2 separate regions of the Mus musculus genome follow, and region 2 is linked to region 1. The links are chromatin contacts, called in public Hi-C maps. All regions are on one chromosome and are shown on one strand. The core of a region is the stretch at or near the end of the contact, and the rest is flanking DNA. Distances in the headings are between cores, read along the strand shown. Region 1 overlaps Rbms3 (RNA binding motif, single stranded interacting protein). Region 2 has its middle 120 kb from the start of Gm39451.

Region 1 (2,832 bases), core at 235-2,734:
CACAGTTTGTTTCTTGAGGCAGGATCTCTCACTGGCCTGAAGCTCACTAAGGAGCCTCTACCGACACCAGCTCCATAATGTTCAATCTTCATTACTATATTTTTACTTAAGTGTATATTGGGGGGAGGGGTTGTGTGTGAATAGCACCTGTGGAGGCAAAAAAAGAGGAGTGAGATTCCCCCAGAGCTGGAGTTACAGGTGGCTGTGATCCACCCCAGGTGGCTGCTGGGAACTGAATTCATGTTCTCTGGAAGAGCAATACATGCTCATAATTACAGACTCATCCCTCCAACCCCATAATTGAAAATTTAAATATAATAAATATGTAAATTTAAATATATAAATACAGAGCAAGAAAGAGAAAATTTCATCCATTATTTAATGAGAGGAACCCTTAAACTATATGCTTCCTGTTTCTATAAGGTTTTTTTGTTTTGTTTTGTTTTTTTTTAAACTTCCATTTCTAGGAAGAAAGCAATTCTAATTCTGTTTCCCTATCTTCCCACATGAGATCTACTCACTGTTACCTCTTTGAAGAAAAGCTTCATCCTGGGTAGACACATGAATGGGAGAGGAAATGGGAGCCCTTAACTCCCACAGACGGTATATTAAGGGCATTTCATTCTTGGAGTTAAAGACAGAAGGCTCGTGCCTGGAGAGTCCCTTCTCTGTAAAGTCTCTCACTGAGCTCACGCAGATAACAGACAAAGGAGACTAAATGCTGCTTGCAAACCCCCCACAAATCAAATCCTTTCTCTTTGTCCTAAAATGACATGTAATTCTAAACGAAGACCAAACATAGCTGAAGGTTGCAATGTGCAATTGCTGATTTGGGGAATACAGAACAAGCTAAAAAGAAAATGGGCTGCTATCCACTCCACGTGCACAGCCAGCCTATTTTTACTCCGGTTTGAAAGTTTCAAGTCTCCCTTCTGGGTTCTAAATAGGATCATCTTTCCTTAAAGCCATTTTCTAGCTGTGGCGGGCCTGATGAGGGGCTCTTTCTAGGAACACAAAGGTAGCCGTGGAGATGGCTTGCTTTGGGTTCATTCAGATCTAACTAAGTAGATGTCTGCTGTGAGCCATTAGAGATTCTTTGAGAGAGTAAATGCAATGAACGACTTTTCTGTGACTGTCAGCTTGCAGCATCAAAGCATGGTACATTGTATCACTCAGCAGTGACAATTTCATTTGGATACACGGGGCCACACCTGATCATTGCAAAGCTGCCCCAGCAACACTGGCTCGGTGCCTCCAGGAGCTGACAAAGAGGCAGAGCCAATGTTCTGGAAACGGAACAAAAGTGAGACCTGTAGGTGAATACCCGTATTAGCCAGAACATGCCTATTTTCCTCTCAAGTTTCACAATTAAGTGCTCGGTGCAGCTGCCAGCTGAAGCTCTCTGAAATCTGGCCCATGCAAGGCTTGAAGCTGACAGGAGTGCTCTCAAGTCCCCACTGGCAGCAGCTGCCTTTACAGGCCCCTTGCAGCCATCCTGGCTCAGCACAGTGCCTCCATTCTTCTAGAAAGTAGCTGAGCCCTTCTGTGCCCTGCAGAACAGCGCCTGGGTGGGGTCAACCCTTCATCGGACAATGCGTTAACCGCTCTTAGGAGGCGCCAGGCATGGGGTAAAGCTTCAGGGGGCTTTTTAGGTCTGCTGTTTGAATGTAAACACATGTTCAAGGGTGTGTTTCTTTCTTGCCTCATGACTTATAACTGCTGGCTTCAGTCATTTGAAACACACTAAAGGATTCCGTTGTTGCTGCTGCTACAGCTGCCTCTCCCTCCAACTCTTCTTCCTTCTCTCTACCCACCTCCCCTCCTTCTCTTCCTCCTCCTCCCTCTCTTCCTCCTCATAAGTCTTATTCCTCCTCTTCCTCTTCTTCTCAACAACTACTACTGAGGAGGGAAACTGATATTATAGCTCACACAATTCACAGTCAAACTAAAACACACAAGAACCTGCTCCAGCACCGGTAGAATGTTCTGGATCAGGCTTGACACACAGAGGAAGGAAGTCTTGTGGAAACCCATGTTCAGCTAAACTCTCACCTCAACAGAGTCCTCTCAGGTCACGATCTGAAAGCTCTAAGCATTATAAGCCATGGATTTAAAAACAAATCCACTCCATTGTCACATGCTAGGCTTAATTAGAGGTTTCCGCTCTTGTGAAATGTTTGGTGTTTTGCAATCACAGGCACTGGATAAACTATTGGTGACATGGAGGAGCATCCAACTTTAGGAGCCAAACATCCTCATTTCTGGTAAGATTTACGCAAAGTGTCAAAGCTATCAGAGGAATTTTAATGACTAAAATGTGTGCTCTTTCTAGCATTTCAAAATTAAATGACGTCATTTGCTTCTTAACCCATTGCAGCATAGAATGCAATAGTGAGTCCCCAGGACAAGGGAAATTTTTAATTAATTAATTAACTAATTAATTAATTAATTAATTTTTACACTCCAGATTTTATCCCCTGCCCCTGTTCACCCTCCGACTGCTCCACATCCCGAACCTCCTCCCCACTCCCCACCCGTCTCCATGAGGACGTATGTCCCCACCCCCACCCCACCTGACCTCTAAAATCCCTGGGGCCTCCAGTCTCTTGAGGGTTAGGTGCATCATCTCTGATTGAACACAGAACCAAAAATATTCTTTTTAAAAAATCTGTTTTAGGTTTGTGCCTCTGTGTGTGTGTGTGTGTGTGTGTGTGTGTGTGTGTGTATGTGCACAGCATATGCATGTACACATACACACTCACATGTGCACTCATGGCACTCATATGGTAAAGGTTAGTCATCAAGAGACATTCCTCAGGCACCATCTATCTT
Region 2 (2,812 bases), core at 178-2,677, 620 kb after region 1:
CCAATCAAGATAATCTCTCAGGTGTGCCTAAAGGTTTGTCATCTAGGTGGCTATAGATCCTGTCAAGTTGATAATCAACCATCAATGCCCTGTTTGAATCTTGGCTCTGTTGTTGAGGGACTGTGTTACTCTGATATGCTCAGTAAACTGCGTAAGACAGGACTGTTGTGTTTGTGGCATTTTGTGCTGTTTTATTTCCATGGGACCTATACTAATACCTAGGCACATAATATGAAATCAGCACTAGTTACTGATTGGTCCAGTTTGCTTTCTACCTGTGAGAAAGTGTTGACCAAAAGCTACTCAGGGAGGAAAGGATTCATCTCAATTTGCCCTTTTAGGTCACAGTCTATTCTTGATGGAAGTCACAGCAGGAACTTAAACAAGAATTGAGGTAGACACCATGGAGGGATGCTACTTATTAGCTATCCCCTTGGCTCATTCTCAGCCCCGGCCCACCTGTATAGCGTTAGCGCTGCCCACAGTAGTCTGGGACCTCTTATATTAATTACTGATGAAGACAATAGCTCATCAATATAGCCACAGGCCAATCTTATAAAAGCAATCTTCAACTGAGACTCCCTCGTCCTAAGTGACTCCATGTTGTATCAAGTCAACAATAAATGCTAATGAGCACACTGATTAAATGACAGAATACACTTTTTAAAGGATAAGTAAAACCAGCCACACACTCAGTTAACTCTGTGACAAACTGAGGAACTCTCTCTTTCCAACCCATATCCTTTCTTCACTTGCCAATGGGCAACTAGCGTCTGGGGCCTCAGCACTATGTCTGTATCCTAATGTTTTCTTCCATTTGTTTTCTCCATATTTCAAATCTTTTTATTCATAAGTAGAACAGCATGATCGCTATTGTAACTGTAAACAAAAAAAGTATTTTATACCTTCTAGTGTAGGTTTAGAGTTTCCATCTACTTAAGTATCATTGCTATGACTGAGCAATCACCGTGTAGAGAAACACGTGCCAGGAATAAGGCACTTAGCTCTAGCACCCAACATTCAGAAGCCCTTAGCACCACCCAAGTTAGAAGGACTCAGGGAGATGAGAGCTCCTGCTGTCATCTATTAATTCCATATGTGTCACTCCCAGGAGCACAAAGAGAAACAGCCTATCCTCTCTGTAGAATAGAAGGAATGAAATAGTGTCTAACTGGGACCCTGTCAAGGCCAAAAGCATGTTCTGCAAAACTTGGCAAAAGACCTGACTTTGGAGGAGAAACCAAAACATTCTAAGTGTGCAGGTTGGGAGTGCATTGGATTCACATCAACAAATTGCAGTTCTCTAAGGTCCAGCCTGGTAGATTTATGATGTCCGAGAAAGAAAAGCATTGTGTTATGGAGTGTCAGCTCTACCAAGTGCCTCGAGCTTCACACAGCACATGGTGAACATCTGGCCCAGTTATTCAAAGCTGGACAAGGATTTATTATTTTCTAAGAGTCCACTTCTAAAAGACACATGATTGAACTTGCAGAGGAGGACACAGTTCATTCTACTTGAAAAATTCAAACTTTCTTGCAGAGAAGAAGGACTCGTCATCAGCACAGCCATCTGGAGGTCTTGTGCTCACTCTGTCAGCCTCTACCTCATGGTTGGTCACAGGCCCAGGCCCAGAGTCGGTGTGCATGAGCAATGCAAGGCTGTGAAGAGGTGGGAATATGGCCCTTGAGAAGCATTGCTCAGTAACCCACCTCTTACATTTACACTGTGTATGTGCCCTTTGCTTTGACCGACTGTGTAGCAGGATGATGACTGGTCAGTGTGACATCTGGAATCCCCTCATTCAACTGGGACCTACTTTCCTGATTCTGAATTTTTAATGACATTTCCAAGTTCTGTTTTACCATCTATTGCTATGGAGTGGACTCCATCATCTATTCTGCTGTTTTACAGTGTTGCTAAGATATGCAGAAGTAAAGTGAGTGATTTTGCAAGTAGGTGTGGGCAGCCTACAGATGTCTAAAAGCCCAAAGACAGCCGAGGTAAGGCACAACAAAAGAACAGAAGATAAAACTTTCCAAGGGTTAGGAGGAAGAATATAAGTGAGTCAATAAATGGGAAAATGTTTCACACATGGCCTCTACCACATTAATAACAACAGCAGCAGCAGCAACAACAACAACAACAACAATAATAATAATAATAAATAACAACAATAATGAAAATAATAAAATCATTCTGTACCCCAAAATGAAGACAAGGTTGCAGCATTATTATTGAATCACATACTTTGAGAGACAAGTGAGGACTGCGGGTCAGGGAAGTGCTTGCCTTTCAAGCAGGAGGACCCAAGTGTGATCCCCAGAATCCACACAAAACAATGTGGACATGGCAGCACTGTGGAGGCAGATCCAGGCTTATCCCTGGGGCTTACTGGTCAACCAACATGCCTTTTACTGAGAAGCTGTCTCCAGAAAAAGAGAAAGAAAGAGACAGATAGACAGACAGAGACAGAAAGAAAGAAAGAAAGAAAGAAAGAAAGAAAGAAAGAAAGAAAGAAAGAAAGAAACCCACCAAAACAACCCTCAAGTTGGTTGGTATGTATAGCCTGTGAGGATAGATATGAAAGGCTGCCCTCTGGTGTCTACAGGCACACATATGAGCAAGCACACAGATAAATAAGCATACACACATGTGTGAACAAGCATACAGATACACATATGAACATACACATACATACAAGAACATGAACACACATGCCACACATGCACATGCATGAGTACAAGCATGTGTGCATGCGGTCCACACATGTGTACAAGCGCACACACTCACACACACACACACACACACACA

What was found. A called contact is a pair of places that touch in the nucleus more often than the background predicts.
Region 2: a contact with region 1 is called in a Hi-C map of uterus, with 4 times the contacts expected there. The contact joins two enhancer-like sites. A contact is called at or near these places in 3 of 484 Hi-C or Micro-C datasets (cardiomyocytes, cerebral cortex and uterus).

The regions. Positions count from the first base shown.
Region 1 is chr9:116,806,402-116,809,233 of GRCm38.p6, forward strand. The region is part of intron 5 of Rbms3 (RNA binding motif, single stranded interacting protein); the gene reads right to left. Among named protein-coding and RNA genes, the nearest start is that of Gm39449, 280 kb to the left of the region's middle. Within about 2 kb of position 1,485, at least 88 of the 459 cell types and tissues checked have an H3K27ac peak or open chromatin away from gene starts, as enhancers often do. A contact at or near this core is called in uterus, where this site is marked.
Region 2 is chr9:117,428,279-117,431,090 of GRCm38.p6, forward strand. It overlaps a transcript of Rbms3 not described here. Among named protein-coding and RNA genes, the nearest start is that of Gm39451, 120 kb to the left of the region's middle. Within about 2 kb of position 1,428, at least 1 of the 459 cell types and tissues checked has an H3K27ac peak or open chromatin away from gene starts, as enhancers often do. A contact at or near this core is called in uterus, where this site is marked.